Linked DNA regions of Mus musculus: all the other regions are linked to region 2. A link is a contact called in public HiChIP or PLAC-seq, Micro-C and promoter capture Hi-C data. All regions are on one chromosome and are shown on one strand. The core of a region is the stretch at or near the end of the contact, and the rest is flanking DNA. Distances in the headings are between cores, read along the strand shown. Region 1 overlaps Gm13817 (a long non-coding RNA gene). Region 2 holds the start of Trp53i11 (transformation related protein 53 inducible protein 11). Region 3 holds the start of Chst1 (carbohydrate sulfotransferase 1). Region 4 holds the start of Ext2 (exostosin glycosyltransferase 2). Region 5 holds the start of Pex16 (peroxisomal biogenesis factor 16). Region 6 holds the start of Accs (1-aminocyclopropane-1-carboxylate synthase (non-functional)).

Region 1 (2,700 bases), core at 52-2,551, 660 kb after region 2:
GAGACGGTGTGGTGGCAGGGGTCACAGCGGCAGCAACTCTCCTGAGAAAGTAATGGAAAGCAGAGAGCAGGGTGGGGCCTGGCTTGCTCTTTCTGTAGCAGCCCTCTGCTGAGAACCAGCCTGGGGTCCTCACCAAGCCCCTCCATCCCTGTAATCTCACTAAAAGGACTCTATGCCTGCCTGATGATTGTAACCTAGAAACCAGTTGTCTTGTGCACTGTTGCCTAAAACTCCACCCGGTGATAATTAAATGAATCAGGCACCCCCTGACACATTTTCACAATGCTTTGTCTGCCAAAAAAAGTTTGTGTATTTTGCATAGGAGGTGAAGGTTGAGATCAGATGAATAGAGGGAGTCGGAATGAAAACTAATTCCAAACCATTTTCACTTAGAAACCCTCCTGGTGCAGACAGCAAAAGGCCTGTTTCAAGTGAGGGATGGCTAGTTCAAGGACAGGAGGGTGACATCACAAGGACCAATCTGTAAGCCAGAAGACTCAGAAGACTAAAAAGGCAAAATTAGGTGTGGAGTGGAAAGGGAGGGGGAAGCCCAGGAGTGTTTGCAATTCTGGATCTTAAGGCCATTTAAATTTTAAAGTTACTGGGGGCGGGAGACAGCGTGTATGCCATAACTGCATGGGCAGAAGTCAGAATAAACCTGGAAGGAGTTTATTCGTTCCTCCTACCATGTGGGTTCCGGACATCCAACTCAGGATGTGAAACTTGCGGGATGAGCAAGCAACTCGCTGAGTCATATCTCTGGTCCTTAGGGCCATTTTCTAACTCAACGAGCAACACATACTTTTTTATTCATTCTACAAATAGAAGTTAAACACCCCCTTCGGGGTATAGGTAATTCAGGACAAGCCTGGCTTGGCAGTCTTCTCGCTGGTTGGTGCCTAGTGTGTGTTCTAGGTGGGTCAGGGCTCATCCAGGCTGACAGTCTCTCACCGTCCTTGTCCTCTCCCTTGTCTAGGTAGCAGGGGTTACCTGCTCAGAGCAGAGACAGATGGGAAATTTCTGTCATCATTAAGGTTTTATTGACCAGCGCGGCTGAAATTTCCCAGAGAGAGGAATTCATCTCGCTACCGACTGAGAGCAGACATCCTGCTGGGAGTAGTTACATAAATTCTGTTGCTCAAATTAATTAGGATTGTGATTCATTTGTTTAATGAAGAATCTGATGGCGAGAGGCAAGGCAGCCTAGCCTTGCCGAGTTCAGCCAATCCCGGGTGATAGTGCGGCAGATGGGGTGGGACCAGGCCTGGAGCTGGCTGCCGATGGGCAGAGACAACCAACCAGAATGCAGAGCTGAAGCCAGTGGGAGCCGCTGCTGTCCCCTCCAAAGCTGGTGGCTGGAGAGACGCAGATTCCCAGCTTAAAGCTTTCCCAGCTTCGCCGCCGCCCAGAGGCTTCCGGCCTCCTGCTTCCTCTGTGCGGAACAACTGCGAACAGCTGAAACACACGCCTCATTAGCACCGACCGTCCACCCATTTCCTCATGCCACCCCCAAACGCCAGACTTTATGCTTCTTGGAACACAAAGTAGGGACAGGTAGAGCACCGGCCTGTCCCACCTGCTTCGAAAAGACCCCTCCCCTCTACCCAGACTTCCCTGCCTGCGAGTGGAAGGGCAGCCCCATTCCACAGTCGCCTCTGGAAGCACCTTCCCCAGGTTCTGTGATCCTGGCTCTCAGCCGCAGTTGTAGAGGTAAGAGGCAGGTAGGCGGCCGGAGAAAGGTAGCCCCGGGTGAGGCTGGAGAGAAGCAGGAACTGCACAACTCCAGGAGACGGTGACTGATTGATCGACTATGTAGGTAACACTCTTTGGGATAAGATTTAAAAGATGCTCCCTAGCATCCCTAGAGAAAAAGGTCAAGTCAGATGTTTTGAGTGAGTCTGAGGGATTTGTTGAAGTGGATGCTGGAGAAGAAGAGAAGTCAGGTAAGCTTGGGACTTTTATTTATTGATGCCACGTCTGCAGGAGTCCTTCCTGGGAGCCATGTTTTCTTTCTAGATGCCCCCACTTCTTATTTGGACTGGACCTGGAAAGCCACAGGTCAGACCCAGCAGGACTTTTAATGAATCAGAACGAACTATTACACGGGCATGTGTCCTGATATCTTCCCCCACACTACCTAGATGCCTCTCCTGGATCAGTTACAGCTCACTTAAAAAGAAGCAGAGTCCACAAATGGAATGAACTGTGACGCAAATGTTTGCCTGCTAGACCTTGGATTCCCTGTCCTCAAAAGGTGCCTGCGGTCATCTGACTCCATTCAGTGGCCAAGGGAAATCTTAAGCATGAATGTATCTTGTCACTGTTCTTTAACTCTCTGAAAGATTTCCCAACACAGAAGTTAAAACAGTAAAGCCATCCAGCCTAAGGTGAGGTGATCTGACACATCTTCCTCTAGTTAATACGGCCCCTTCTACAGCCCTCTTGCTGGTTGCCCTCTGCCTGACCCACTGTTTCTCCCTGAGGCACCCCATAACTCCACAAAGTGTTCCCACCCCTTGGGAGGCCCTGGCTGCTCTCCTTCCCTGGGTTGTGTTTGGGGTGTGGCTATATTACAGAGGCCCGAGTGTTGGTGACAGTGTTGAACTGGTGGGACTTTAAAGAAATGAGCCTTACTGGAAGGTCATCTGGTTCCCTGGGGATGAGGTAGTTCTCAGGTAACCCTGAGGTGGTTCTGGTGAG
Region 2 (2,700 bases), core at 35-2,534:
TTTGAGGAGGCCTTGGCCGTGTGCTTGTAAAGCTTTGGGTCAAAGTGGGAGTGGGTCCTGGGCCTATCCCTGCTCCTCCACCTCACAGGCAGGAGGAGAAGCCCGCTCCATCCAGGATGCAAGAAGGCGACGAAAGGGGAGCCGAAGCGAGCGGCTGGCCTCGCTGTGCCCCGAGGATGGTGCGCGTAATATTTTCTGCGCACTACACGGGACCCCAATCCATCCTGCGCCAGGCAATGGCGCTACACTTTACAGCTGTCTGCGCGGTTTGGGAGAGAGAGTCGCCCGGGTCCACCTGCAATACCCTCCTGACACCACCACCCCCGACTGGGGTCAGGCCCAAACACTTTTCTGCCCGCTCCTCTCCAGCAGGGACTCAGGAGTGTCGCCGGCTTTGCCCCTTCCCCCTCTGATCTATCTTCATCTCCGCGCCGAGGACACTCCCCCACTTTGTGAAGCGAGAGTCCGCGACTCCTCCAGTCCCCGGCACCCACACAAAAGGTCCGGCCAGACCACTGGACAGCGGGAACCCCTCCACCTTCTCCGCCCGCGTACCCGTGGGGGCGAGGACCCGGAAACTCGCAAGTTTACACCGCGCAATCCTCCCGCCGGGAAACAAAGGCGGGAGGAGGGGGGGCGGTGGCGAGAAAGGGGGAGGGGACCGAGAACCAAGCGCTGAAGACAGAGACCCCGGGATAAAAGAAACTGCTTTACTCTCCGCTCTCACTAGCTCCGAATCAAAGAGATAAAGCCCTGGAGGAGGCCGAGAGCGAAATAAACAGCCCCTGGGGAAGGAGGTGGCGGAGAAGAGAGCTGGGGGAGAAAGGGAAACCGAGTCAGTGCAAGGGGACAAACGAAAAGGACAGAGGACAGTGCCAGTAGGAGCTCAGCGGGGGTCTCGGGCGCCCGCCGCCCCGCAAGTGCCAAGCTGTCCTGGCGCCCGGCTGTCGTTCGCAGGGTGCTCGATGCCCCCAGCGGTCCCTAAGGCCCCCCGGCGTCCCCGGGCTGCGCTGCGCAGGCAGCGGCCAGCGCGGTGGCAACGGCGGTGAAGTGTGAGGCTAGCGGCTGCCGGCAGCAGACTTACGTTCCTGGCGCGCGGGGTGCTGCGCTCGCGGAGCTGGCGTGCCCTGCGGACGCTCCGGCCCGGGGAGTCTCACATCGCGGCGCCGCGCTAGGCAGGCAGGGCAGGGCAGGGCAGGGCAAGCTGGACTCCTGGCGCTGCTGGGCTCGCCCGAGTCTGGCGGCCCGCACTGGTCCCTCCTCTAGTGCCGCGCACAAGCCAATGGCGCGCCGTCCCCTCCCACGCGCTGGGCTGCCTCGCCCCCGAGGTGGCCGGGGCGGGCACAGAGGGGTTGGGGGGGAGACCCAGAGCTGAAACGGAGGGCCTACCGGGAGCCGCCTGCGGAGGGCGCACCCTCGCTTGGCTAGGGGGATCCCCGGACGGGGACAACCTGCCGCTGTGCCACCCAGGACTTTCTCGGAAGTTCTGAAGACAGCGCCCCTTTCTCCCGGACTGCAAACATACCCCTACGGGTTTATGAAACATCCATTCTCAGGCCTAGGCCGGTGTCTAGGGTGGAAGGAAGGCACCTGCTATGACTGTTAGGGTCCCCCACGGGTGAAACAACACGGTTAAAAGCAATTTACAATTCATCGTTTGCTAAACCACTTTCAAAAATAAAACCTTAGCGTTCCCAGCAGTCCAATAGGACTAGTCCCAGTTCACAAAACTTCGAGTCATTAATACATAGCCAAGGCCTTAAGATAATTGGTGAATGAGTGTTCTGTCACCCAGGTCACCCATCTCCCCAGTTTGGTGTGAATCCCAAATGACAAGAACTCTTACCCGCTGAGACTTCTACTGCAGTTGCTGTGCTATGTGCTGCGTGTGGCAAGGTTGGATCTTATCTGTGGCTTCAGAGTATTTGTTGGTGGAAGCAAACAGCTCATGCCAAGAGAGAGTCCCAGGTGAGTCTTGAGAAGTCTCTCAAACTAAAAAGACCAGCACCTACAACCTGTCCCATGCCTGGCTCTGGACTCCCTGAGAAACCCTTTATAGCAGTTGATTTTTGCCCAGGGCCCTGCTTCCTGCTGAAAGAAACCTCTGGATCTTGTCTTCTGGACTGATATAGTAAAGGCTTGAGGGAGGGTGGGGACTGAGAGAAGCAAGGTTGAAGGTAAAGAACTGGGGCAGAGATGGAGAGTAGCTGCCCCTCACTATAACTCAACTAGGTGTGCCTCTGGCTCCAGAGTTAAGTTTTGCTTTTCTGCTCCAGGCTACAGAACTAGAATACCTGGGTTCAAATCCTGGCTCTGTTGTTTAGCTTAGCCCTAGGCAAGCAAGTTTCCTAACCTCTCCAAGTCTTGCCTCCTTACCTACAAAGGGGTGTGACCTTATAGCAGGAAGTACCTTGTGGCTGTTGCTGAGATTCCAGTTACAGCTGCAGGCCATGTTAACCAAACCTGATCATGTGTGAGGTGCTAACATACCAGGTAGGCTCCATGGCCCTCCCAGTGGCTGGGGCTGGACAGGAGGGGCTGTGCCCTTTGCAAGGAAGTAAACAGAAGAGTGTCTGGTGCATAGCAAGTCAGCTCTCAGTGGCTGTTAGCCTCCTGATTACCAAGGCAACTAAACTCCCTTCCCACAGTGCCACCCGCTTTTGCTGAACACCTGGCTAGTGATGACCAGTAATGAATGAA
Region 3 (2,700 bases), core at 60-2,559, 590 kb after region 2:
CCTGGACCCCAAAAGCCTTGGTGTCCAGAAGCCTCTTGCTTAAACGGTTAAGCCCATCAGGAAGTGGGTACTAGGAATGTAATCTTAAAAAGAGGCAGACCTGGAGTAGGGAGAGGTGACATGGTGAGGTACCTGAAATCAAGCCAAGGTGCCATCCTAGCAGGACCTTCCTTCCTCAGATAGCGTGGCCTTTTAACCCATAGATTCCAGCTAGGGCCACTGTCTACTGTTACTGTAAAGTCAAGCACCGTGTCCCTCCCTGGACCCCGAAAGAAGCTGACCACCCCATATCCTACTCAGAGAGGTGCTAGGATTGTTTTGGCCTCGCGTGGGGGGAAGCTCTGCACCGTCAGGCAGCCCTAGTCTCCTAAGGGCCCAGCCTATCACCAGCATAGTAGAAGCCGATACAAGACCGAGGCTATAAGCAAGAGGCCGGGACAGTGCTTTGCCTCAGGGTGTAAGCCTGGTTTGTAAAGTTAGAGGAGGCACGGGAACCTCAGGGTCTCTGGCAACCTCGGCCGCTCGGGTCTAGCAGGCTGTTGCATGATCAACCCGGAGCAGACACCCGAGCGGGTACCGCAGCAGCAGAACAGGAGCCCCGGGCAGACGTTTATCCCAAGTTTGCTGCCCTCACCAGAGGAGGAGGTCAGGAGCGATCGCGGAGCTCTCCGGAGGGCTACTAGCCCCAGCCAACCTCTCCCAGCGCCCAGCACTCTGCGGTCCCTAGCCACCGCCTCCGCGCACCGCCCAGAGACACCGGCCCTGAGCTAGGGGCGTCTCCCGCCGCGCCCGCGCCCCCGCCCCTCCCGGCTGTTGCGGTGCAGTCCGTTCCCGCCTGCCCCGGGGCCCGGGAGACCCGGCCGATACCTGGTGGCGGGCGCGCCGGGAGCCGCTGCAGCGCCCAGCGCTGGCTCCATCCTTAGTCTAGAGTCAGGCTCTCCGGGGGCCCGCGGGTGGTGGTGGCGGTGGAGGTGGCGGCGGCATCCTCCTCCTCCCGCGCCCTGCTCCTCGGCCTCCCTCCTCCCAAGCCTCTTCCTCCGCCTCCGCGCGTCCCTCACGGGCCCCTCTCCATGGCTCGGGGGCGCTAGCTCCGGGTGGCTCGCTCTGCACAGTGCCTTTTCCTGATGAGAGAGAGAGAGAGAGAGAGAGAGAGAGAGAGAGAGAGAGAGAGAGAGAGAGAGAGATCAGGGCCAGGCACCGGGACACCGAGCACTGCAGCCCCAGTCTCCGGAGGACAGCAGCAGCCTCGGAGGCCAGAGCCTCACGGAGTACCCTCCTTGCGTCTCGGAGTCAAAAGCAGCGGTGGTTGCTTCAGCGCCGAGCTAGCGGGTGGCAGGCGCTGCGGTCCCGGCTCCACCCCCAGCGCCGCCCGCCCCCTCTCCGCCCGACCCCGTCAGCGCGCGCCCTCCCGCCCCCCCCCCCCCCGCGCAGCCCAGGCCGGGAGCGCCGGGACACCCCCACTAGCAGGGCTCCGGAGCCAACCCACCGGCGGGCCGAGGCAGCCACACCCCCCACCCTCCACCCCGCACCCCCCACCCCCCACCCCCGAGTTGAGGAGGCCAAGCGGCAGCAGCACGGGTACCTCTTGGCCTGCCCTCTCCCCCTACACCCGCCCTAGCGAAGGCATGGCTCTATCTATGCAGCCAAAGCCTCTGGATACCCAAGTCTGGCTACAGCCCCAACCTGACCCTGGCTCCTTTCCCCAGCCAGGGCAATCAGAGACTCCCAAACCCAGAACTGAAGTCGATATTCCACTACATGCCCCTGCTTCTCTTCCATCACCCACAACTAAAGAAATGTTTCATTTGCCCCAGATCCTGTCATCCCCTTTCAGCAGGGGCTGGGTGGAGCTGGCCAGTTAGTCGGACACTAGAGTTCCTTTGCTAGAGGAAGCTTTCCATCCTGCCCAGCCCCTTCCTCCTAGGCTGCATCTGTCTTCCCAGGTAGTTACCAGTCCACAAGCTGCACTTGTGGGACCAGGACAGCGGCAAAGCCCTGGCACTACAGTGGTCCTTCGTTCTCTGCATAAATATCGACTGAGCATCTCCTGCATGTCAGAAGCACCGAACACTATAGCTAGTGACAAGAGAAACATACCCCTGAGCCCTCAGTGTGGCCTGGAGGAAAAATGAAGCCAGCAGAGGAATGCCTGTGGCCCTGAACTGAAGAGGAGGGAAAACCCACTTCTACCATTGGCCACCAAGGTGTCCATGCGCACAAACCCAGACCCCATCCTGACCTGTTTCCCATCTGAAGATGTGTAGGTACTTTGCAGGGCTCTGGACCAAAGGCAGTAGTAGACTTTGTCCAGAGTGGTAGCGATCGTCCAAAGGAGTGGGCTTCCATCTCCACCGTCTCTTACGTCTCCTAGAACACGATCTGTCCATCCGTCTGTCACTCCTGATACGGTGCAGAGAACAACGGGTTTTTTTTTTGTTTTGTTTTGTTTTTTAATGAGGTTATATTCACCTGGAAGTTCTCAGTGCAGAGGAGCCTTTGTGAGTCTGCTGTGTGACCATGTGATGCAGTCCTCCCCCACCCGTGCCTCAGTTTCCTCACGAGGAAAAATGGAGGTGCTTTTTCTTATCTCCTAGGGCAACAGCTCCCATGTTAGCTTGGGTGGATGCTTACTTGTTCGCTAAGAAGGGAATAACATAATGTCTAGGAGTCTCCCGGAGACCCCAAGGGGCATATCTTCAG
Region 4 (2,700 bases), core at 21-2,520, 640 kb before region 2:
GAAAGTCTTCCTAGGTCTCCAGACAGTAATCTCTGTGGGTATTTAAGCTGTAAGTAACAATATCCACGAGGTGGCGCTAAAGTACAATCGGGACCAAAATGCATTCGCATCTCGTGGACAGATGAAGAACTACAGCCAGCAATGGCAAGCTGGGTTGCCTCATTAGCCTTTCAGTAACTGTCACTCAGCTTTTTGCTGCCTTGTGACAGATGCCACTATGCATGCCGCTCCAGTTACTTCCAAAATTTTATAACTGCGTCTTGGATTTTTGTTTGTTTGTTTGTTTTGTTTTGTTTTTCGAGACAGGGTTTTTATGTGTCGCCCTGGCTGTCCTGGAACTCATTCTGTAGACCAGGCTGGCATCGAACTCAGAAATCCGCCTACCTCTGCCTCCCAAGTGCTGGGATAAAAGGCGTGCGCCACCATTGCCCGGCTGGATTTTTTTCCCAGAAAAATATTATACTTACACCTGGACACAAGCATCTGCTCACACATTTTCTCTCTTCTGATTTTGCACAAGCACATTTTAACTAAAAGTGATCGTGCTTGTCCCTTCTTAAGGGACTGTGGCTTCTCATTAGCCTGTCTTGGAGATATTACCTTGCTGACTGGTATGACGACTCCTTCTCCGTTGTTCCATAATCCTACAGTTTACTTTCTTGCTAGTATTAGAAATAGTGCGGTGAATGTTTCTTTCTTTCTTTTCTTTCTTCTTCTTTTTTTTTTTTTTTTTTTTTTGGTTTTTCGAGACAGGGTTTCTCTGTATAGCCAGGAGATGTCCTGGAACTCACTTTGTAGACCAGGCTGGCCTCGAACTCAGAAATCCACCTGCCTCTGCCTCCCGAGTGCTGGGATTAAAGGCGTGCGCCACCTCGCCCGGCTGGTGAATGTTTCAATAAGTGGTGAGACTTTCTGCAGGGTAAACTACAAAGAAGGTTGGTTGGAATTGCAGGGCTAGGGAGTTTTTTTTTTTTTTTTACACCTTGATGGATACTGCCAAATTGCCCTGGGGGCCTAACTATGCTTTGCAGAGTTGTAGATTGTCTCTTTATGGCTAAGCTAGCCTGGAACTAGTGAGTGATCCTTCTGCTGTGCTGAGATTATGGATATAAGCCACCACGCCTGACCCAAATGCTTGCCTTTTCCACAGTTTTATCCCAGAGCTTGGTGCGCCTGGCTGTCACTCTGCCTTTGCCCCGAACGGGAATGCTCACGTGCGCTGACTCCTCCTGTCCAGCAGGGGGCGCGGCGCTACCGCTTCGCATGCGCAGTGCGCGCCGTGTCAGCCGTGGGGAACTGGAGGCCGGCGCAGGCTTCCCCGCTGGCTCCAGGGTACCTGGTGCTGGCGGCGGGCTCCCGTCACCGCGCGATCCGACACAGCCGTGGCTCGCGGCCCGCGGCAAGAGCCGGTGACGGAGCGCGGGGCCGAGCGGGAAGCGGCCGGTTCCGAGGTGAGCGCGGCGCGCGGGCGGCCGGGTGGGCCTCGGGGCTGGGCCTCTGGGAGCCCCGGGGCTGCAGGAGCGCCGCAGCGCTGCACCGCGGCCCCTGCTGTACCTGTGCCCCGGTCCCCAGGCCTGACCTCCTGTCCAGAACCTCTGCTTCCTGTTGTAATCGGGCGTTGTGGGACCCGAGTCCTCCCAGGAAGGCCTTACACCTTGGCTGTCCAGGACCGGTGTCGTCCAGTGCATGTTCTGGGTGGGACGCGGTGGAGAGGGTGGCTCAGGAAGGAACCACTGGCTCCGAGCGTTGGGAGATGCGCTCCGGATGCTGGGAACAGTGTCCAGTTTTGAGAGTCAAATAATGGTTTGGTGTCACTTATCAGGTGCCAATCTGGAAGCGCCCTATCACTTAGGGAGTGTGGATGTTGTCTTGAGTCTAGGGCAGGTCCATTTCAATTTTTAAAAGTCAGCCATTAGTTCTAAGTAGTGTAATTGAACTTTGTGTGTACTCTGGAACTCAAGGCGATTCACGGGAATAATAAACACGGTTGAGTTTTTATTACAGTCACTTTCCCTGACTTAAACCTCCTAGTTGCTCTATAGAGCCTGTGTAGTCATCTGAGGATCCAGGCTGCTGGGCGCTGAAGCCCAGCCTTGGAGTTCTGTTGTGGAACCCTGGAAGTTCTTAGCCTTGCTCTTGACCTTTCTCCACCACAGGGAGGTTCAGAAGTTTGTCACACAGTGCTGTCAGGAGGATGAAGTAGCACATACTAAATGCACATGTGTAGGGTAAGTGTTCACTTGGGTACTTAACGTATTCACCGTGATGTAACTGCCACGGTCAGTCAAACAGTGTCTTTATATTGGAAACCCTTTTTGGAGGTAATGAGCCACACTGGAACTCTAATTCTAATCCTGTCATGGCTGTGCACCGTAAGTTTGTGTCTGTTTGCCTTCTTTGCTTTCAGAAGCATTCCTGTGTAGCGGTGGCAGGCTGTTCAGCGGGCAGGACAGCTCTAAAAAGGCTAAGACAACAGGAAATTGTGACTTGGAATGCTGGGCTGAGTGGATTGGCTATAGCCCGGAGCTTGGAAGAAAGGTGTTTCAGGCCAGTGTTAGGAAGGAGCAATTCCAGGAACGGGGCGAGTGGCTCACCCTGCCTGTAGATGGGTGTTAGAGTCATTTCCAGTGACTCAGTTCTCTGAATCTGGATGAATCGTTCCAGAATTTCTTTTTTTTTAATTGAGGGGGAGGGTGTTTG
Region 5 (2,700 bases), core at 182-2,681, 810 kb after region 2:
ATCCCGTCATTGAGCAGCACCAGCAGGTTCGAGGCAGAGTACACTGAGAAGCAGATTGTGGTCTTGAGAGGCCGGCCCTGCTGTGGCCTTCACCCCTCTCACCCTTACCCCAGAGCCCTACCGATCACAGCTACCCACAGACTGTGTGGAAACCAACAAGCCTCTCCGCCCACTACCTCAGAGCCCCATTCTCTCCATGATGACATCTGAGCCAGTAAGAAATGAGCTGATTGGAGTGACAAGCCAGCCCTTGCTCTGCTGGACAGCACTGGTTACTGAGCTGCTCAAAACTGCCTGTCATGTTCCAAACAGCCAAATGTGTGGTCCCACCAACTCATCTTTGCTCTCTTCAGATGGTCCCCCCTGAAGGACTACATCACACCTACCTTTCAAAATCCCCCTCATCCTTTCATGATCTTCACTACCCCCACTAAGCAAACAGAGCCCTTACAGCAGGGAGGTGGGGGCACTTGAACACTGGTCCTGACATCAAGGACTTTTCTGAACTTGTATTCCTTCAGCTAGACAGAACAACAGTGCCCTTCTCATACTCATAGGTCTGATGAACTAGCAAGGTCAGGAAAGTTGCTTAATCCTAAGCAAAACCAGGAGTGAGAAGCCAGTCAGAGCCCTCACAGGTCGCCCAACTCTGGGGACACCAACTGTCTTGGGCGATGGACAGCTGATCTAGAGGGAAGCTCAGGACCTTCAATCAAGGTTCCGCTGGAAGCCTTCTCCCTCCCCAGCCCAGAGTCCAACTTACCCAGTTCAGACAGCTCGTGTGAATCGGAGAAGCGACCTAGGGAAGAAGGTATAGAAGGCGTTGGTGAGCGTCTGTTTTACCCTGCGGCTTTGGGTTCTCTAGTTTCCTCTACGCCACAGGAACCCAGACAGAACTGAAGCACCGCGACCACTACCCTGGGTCAGCAGGCAAAGAGCCATAGGGTTCCTGGGTCAGAGTCCCCAAGAAATGGGTCAAAGGTCAGTGTGGCACCTGCCAGCAGGTAACTGAGGCCCCGCACAGCCGTCTCCAACTGGGCCGTGGCGGCTGGATGACGAGTCACATACTCCTGGTAGCGGAGGCTCAGGAGCCGTAGCTTCTCCATCCTGCTCTGGCCACTGACAGTCCCACCGGCCGACAGCAAGGCTGGCAGCGGCGCCCTGCGTCCTGAGCCCTCCTTCCTGCTTCCGGCCCTAAGCCCGCCTCCCGGTTGCTCAACTTCCGCAGCCCAGGAGGACTTAGACCCGCGGAGCCCCTGAACGCCCCTTCACCCCATCTCTAGCGCCTCCTCCCCGAGACCGGGAGCTCCCACCCTCCCTCCTTCCAGCCATTGGCTCCTTCTCTCTCCGCCCTGAAGCTCTCTAGAGCTTCTGGCACCCGATCTGCAGCCTCCTTGGTTGGCTGTCTTGGCGCCTGCGTAGTTACAACTTGCGGGCAGGCTGAACAGTTCATACTAGAGAAGGTACTAAGGAGCCTCAGACTTTCTCAGAAGATCGCCGAGAGCTCGAACGGGAGGGTCGGGAAGCAAAGAGTTTGGGATTTAAGGCACAGGGAACCTTGAAATTGTCGTAAATAGGTCTCAGCAGCCGCCAGTCTCGAGTTTTTCACAAAAGCCAGTGCCGGGTTTTTGCTGGGGCAAGCCTAACCAGCAGATTTAGAACAGTGGCTTCGGCTCCAGTTTCTTCAGAACACATGGACCCCCAAAACCCGTACCCGATGACTCCCTCCTTGGAGAATACCCTGGCCTATCCCTCTGCTCTCCGTTTAGGGACGACCCTGCGCATTAGCTTCCCCGATCTGCACCTCGGGTTTCCTCATCTACAAAATTATTTGGGCCCGACTTGGACCTTGAACTCGGAATGAATCCCAGCGTTTTCCGGCCCTTGGATGCACTTCCAGGTTCTAAGCTGGCCTCCAAGAGTTGGTGGAAACTCCTATGGCTCCATTCATGAACTGAGCTGCAATGCTGTCAAGGTGCTGCAGAAGTGGAGGGAGGGAACCGTTCCTGGGAGGCAGTTGATTGGCTGTGGGAAGAGGGGGCTTGGCAAATCTGCGCCATTGCGGACTCCGCCCGCGAATTTATGGTATATAAAGAATTGTAATACATTTAATACCCTACCAGATATTATCTTTAGACAAGGACAGAATATGCCGTTACGCCCATCCACTATATTACGTGCATGTACGAAAATGTCATAATGAAGCTCATTATTTTAGTTTGCATGTTTTGAGACAGGATCTCACTGTGAACCCCTGGCTGGCCTCAAATGCATAGAGATCTGCCTACGTCTGCCTCCCAAGTGCCGGGATTAAAGGCATGTGCCAGCACAAGAGACAAAGCACATTGTTTTGTACAATTAATAAAACACTAATAAAAATTCTCATTAGAGAGCTGGAAAGATGGATTCAGGAGTTAAGAAATGCTCGTTTAACCGGGCAGTGGTGGCACACACCTTAATCCCAGCACTTCGGAGGCGGAGGCGGAAGCAGAGGCAGGCAGATTTCTGAGTTCGAGGCCAGCCTGGTCTACAAAGTGAGTTCCAGGACAACCAGAGGTACACAGAGAAACCCTGTCTCGAAAAACCAATAGCCTGAGCCAGAACCAGGCGGTTTAAGCAGCACACTCACCAGGAATTTAAGGCACAGGGAATGAAGTGTCCCAACATGCCACCACTTCCTTCCCTTTCTTTGATCCATGT
Region 6 (2,785 bases), core at 83-2,582, 660 kb before region 2:
GTATTTTAGAACAGGTGGCAATATTCCCTTGAGGGGCATTCTTTGAGTATCTCATAACTTAAATATGACAACCACTGATATTATCTTAATTTGATGTTAGCATTACATGATAAGGGATTTGACAAAAGAAAACAAATATCTGTACAAACACAGTCTTAACACAATGTGACAGAAACGGTCACGTCGATCACAATCCTCACTTCAGCAGTTGGTTTGAGCTGGTGTGTATAACTACCTTCCTCTCCTACTCTTCTGTATTTCCTCTGTCCTTAGTAAGCACCTCAATAGGTCTTGGTGTTTTTCTTGGAAGAGTGACCCATACCAAGGACATTTATAAAAAGGAGCATTTACCTAGGGGCTTGCTTACAGATCCAGAGGGGAGTGCAGTGACAGGCAGGCATGGTGCTGCAGCAGTGGCTAAGAACTTACATGATCCTCAGGCGGAAGGCAGAGAAAGAGACGGGGCGTGGCTTTTGAAACCTCAAAGGCCACACATTTGCCAACAAAAGCACACTTTATAATTCTTAAACAGTCCACCAAACGGGAACCAAATATTCAAAAACATAAGCCTGGGGGCGGGCATTCTCATCCAAACCACCACAACTTCTGTGACAGATTGGAACTACGGAGGCATGCTACCTTGTCAACTTAGCCATCACTGGCGCGCAGTGTCTCCTGTGTGAGCATAGCCACTGTTAAACTACCTAGATTATGCTCCTGACTCTGGGAGGCTTATAGGTGGCAGTATTATATTTGCATAGATCGTTATCTATCGGTCTGAGCCTCCTGGTCTGTGTTTGACAAGAGGTTGTTTCCTAGCATAACTATAAGAGGTGGAGTTATTCGATTTGGTATTTGCACTCAATTTGGCATGCCTCTGCAGGCACACAGTGAAAACGACTTACAACTTCTCGTTGCTTTCTTGCATTTTTTTCTAGTACCTGGAATTGAAGTTTTTCCTTTGTCTCCTCACATCTCTAAAAATCTATTTAGTATAGACTGGAATTCAAAGAAGTCCCCCTTTGAGAGCTATTCATTCCTGGGTGTTCCCATGGCCATATGAATATACATATACATGTCGATACTTTTCTATATTTCTTTTGTAAATCTTTTTTTTCCGGGCCTTGAGAGAAGCCTTTACAAATAGATGGCGGGGAGATCTCATGCTTAGGTAATGCCCAGGAAGATTGGTGTTTCAGCGGCTCTGAGCAAGTGTGTCCGAAAAGCTAGAGGTATCTGAGCTCAGCCAATGAGAGAAGGAATGGAGTGGGCGTGGCCTTGTCTTAACCAAGATCCTCCACCCCTCTGTTTCTTTCCCATTTCTAAGTTCGGACTCCAGTTTCTGGCAGACAGGGAAGTGCTGAAGACCGGAGCTTCCTCTTCTGTGACCAGGAGTCAGGGCACAGACTCCTTCCCTGTGTTCCCGCCAGATCGCCAGGGGGCAGGCTGCTCCGGTATCACGGAAGTCCGATCCGGAGAATATCGCGCGCGTGAAAACCCAAGGTCCAAAGTAGGTGCTGTATCCGCCACAGTGCACCGAAGGGGCCGGGTTCGCTCCGCGGTGCTCTTGATCGCTTCCTGCCCTTAGGTCTGGAAGTCTCTGAGGCCCGGAAACCCCTGGCGGGCCCTGCAGACCATTCTGTCTTTGTTGTCTTGGTTGGGCTGGTGAGATCACTAGGCCTGATTGACTACAGCGCCTTGAGCTCCTGCTGGGTTCTGGCTGCATTTAGGTCTGTACCGCGTTGTCCACAGCCCGAGCATTTGGTGATGTTTTTCCTCGGATCTAGGCTATCGGTGGAGCAGGCGTGTGCTTTGCTGAGTCCCGCCACCTTGGGGAGGACCCCAAGATTTGCAAAACAAAAGTAAACTGCGGGAGGGGAGGGCATTTTCTGTGTCCCCATCAACCATCTACCAAGTAAGACTTGTACCTTGAGACAGGGAAATCAGAGAGCATTTGTGATAGAGTGATTCATATTTTAGACTTTTGGCCACTAGCCAGAGTTTGGTATGAGTGCTTTATCGCCCTCAGGTCCTCACTGTTATTCTTTGAGATGGTTATTGGTCCACCAGAGCGCAGGTGCGGCATGACAGAGGAATCCTTAGGAGGCTCCTACATTTTGGTAGGCAGGAGACCCTCCTCTGCGGCCCTTGTGTCCTTTGTGAGTAGAGACAGGATCCAGGAGTGCCTGCACTTGTAACTCCTACTCCCCTTTCACCCCCACCCCCACTTCCCACCACCTTCTGCTCCTATCCACCCATCACACAAGAAGTCCAGAACTGTAGCAGTGATCTGCTTGGGAAATAGCCTGGTGTTCTGAAACTGAGGTGAGCAAGCAGGGGGAAAGATTGTTGGTGATCCCTGAGGCTGCCGAAAGGAGAAACAAATGCAGAAATGCTGCAAGCTAAAGCCACAGTAGATTAGCTTCGTTTCTATGTAGCCAGCCTGGTGTGGTGCTCACAGGTCCTCAACAGATTGTGTTTGTTGAAGTGTTTAACTGGATAAGGACACAAGGGATGATACACAGCTTGCAAGAAGAGGCAGATATCTTAGTTCCAGCTACTAGGGAGGCTGAGAAAAGAGGATCACCTGAGGACAAGAGTTCAAGGCCAGCATCAGGCAACCTCAGGGGAAAACCAGGAAAGAGAGAGAGAGAGAGAGAGAGAGAGAGAGAGAGAGAGAGAGAGCGCAACCAGCCTAGGCAGTAAAGTGTAAAATGCTTTTCTTGCTTTGCAGTCATGAGGACCTGAATTTTATCCCCAGAACCCAGATAACAATAGTCCGATG

Evidence for each region. Promoter capture Hi-C pulls out the DNA fragments that hold promoters and counts their contacts. A called contact is a pair of places that touch in the nucleus more often than the background predicts. HiChIP or PLAC-seq counts read pairs in DNA pulled down with a chosen protein or histone mark. Capture Hi-C pulls out chosen DNA fragments and counts their contacts.
Region 1: a contact with region 2 is called in a promoter capture Hi-C map of hippocampal neurons, with 2.1 times the contacts expected there. The contact joins the enhancer-like site here to the promoter of Trp53i11 in region 2. A contact is called at or near these places in 4 of 39 promoter capture datasets (the 3T3-L1 cell line, hippocampal neurons and liver) and 2 of 115 datasets of contacts at active chromatin or transcription factors (embryonic stem cells and epiblast stem cells).
Region 3: a contact with region 2 is called in a promoter capture Hi-C map of adipose tissue, with 4 times the contacts expected there. The contact joins the promoter of Chst1 here to the promoter of Trp53i11 in region 2. A contact is called at or near these places in 4 of 39 promoter capture datasets (the SN4741 cell line, embryonic stem cells and hippocampal neurons), 3 of 484 Hi-C or Micro-C datasets (embryonic stem cells and nephron progenitors), 5 of 115 datasets of contacts at active chromatin or transcription factors (embryonic forebrain, embryonic midbrain, embryonic stem cells and 1 more) and 1 of 9 other capture datasets (adipose tissue).
Region 4: a promoter capture Hi-C map of maxillary cranial neural crest shows a contact between it and region 2. The contact joins the promoter of Ext2 here to the promoter of Trp53i11 in region 2. A contact is called at or near these places in 3 of 39 promoter capture datasets (cranial neural crest, maxillary cranial neural crest and pre-B cells), 6 of 115 datasets of contacts at active chromatin or transcription factors (embryonic midbrain, embryonic stem cells, neural tube and 1 more) and 2 of 9 other capture datasets (embryonic stem cells and liver).
Region 5: a Micro-C map of embryonic stem cells shows a contact between it and region 2, with 2.6 times the contacts expected there. The contact joins the promoter of Pex16 here to the promoter of Trp53i11 in region 2. A contact is called at or near these places in 2 of 484 Hi-C or Micro-C datasets (both in embryonic stem cells) and 1 of 115 datasets of contacts at active chromatin or transcription factors (memory CD8 T cells).
Region 6: a contact with region 2 is called in an H3K27ac HiChIP or PLAC-seq map of thymic regulatory T cells, with 13 times the contacts expected there. The contact joins the promoter of Accs here to the promoter of Trp53i11 in region 2. A contact is called at or near these places in 2 of 484 Hi-C or Micro-C datasets (CD4 T cells and cerebellar granule neurons), 3 of 115 datasets of contacts at active chromatin or transcription factors (embryonic stem cells, memory CD8 T cells and thymic regulatory T cells) and 3 of 9 other capture datasets (embryonic stem cells, liver and pancreatic islet).

The regions. Positions count from the first base shown.
Region 1 is chr2:92,528,137-92,530,836 of GRCm38.p6, reverse strand. It overlaps Gm13817 (a long non-coding RNA gene), which reads left to right. Exons shown (of 4, transcript XR_374783.4): 3 at 394-523; 4 at 977-2,700. Among named protein-coding and RNA genes, the nearest start is that of Gm13817, 12 kb to the left of the region's middle. Within about 2 kb of position 1,301, at least 201 of the 459 cell types and tissues checked have an H3K27ac peak or open chromatin away from gene starts, as enhancers often do. A contact at or near this core is called in epiblast stem cells and hippocampal neurons, where this site is marked.
Region 2 is chr2:93,186,132-93,188,831 of GRCm38.p6, reverse strand. Trp53i11 (transformation related protein 53 inducible protein 11) reads right to left here and starts at 1,284. Exons shown (of 8, transcript NM_001025246.2): 1 at 1,085-1,284.
Region 3 is chr2:92,598,316-92,601,015 of GRCm38.p6, reverse strand. It overlaps Chst1 (carbohydrate sulfotransferase 1), which reads right to left and starts at 1,309. Exons shown (of 3, transcript NM_023850.2): 1 at 868-1,309.
Region 4 is chr2:93,821,138-93,823,837 of GRCm38.p6, reverse strand. Ext2 (exostosin glycosyltransferase 2) reads left to right here and starts at 1,270. Exons shown (of 14, transcript NM_010163.3): 1 at 1,270-1,451.
Region 5 is chr2:92,373,970-92,376,669 of GRCm38.p6, reverse strand. Pex16 (peroxisomal biogenesis factor 16) reads right to left here and starts at 1,431. Exons shown (of 11, transcript NM_145122.2): 1 at 995-1,431; 2 at 764-799; 3 at 1-43. The coding sequence starts at 1,106.
Region 6 is chr2:93,848,490-93,851,274 of GRCm38.p6, reverse strand. Accs (1-aminocyclopropane-1-carboxylate synthase (non-functional)) reads left to right here and starts at 1,332. Exons shown (of 15, transcript NM_001290782.1): 1 at 1,332-1,510.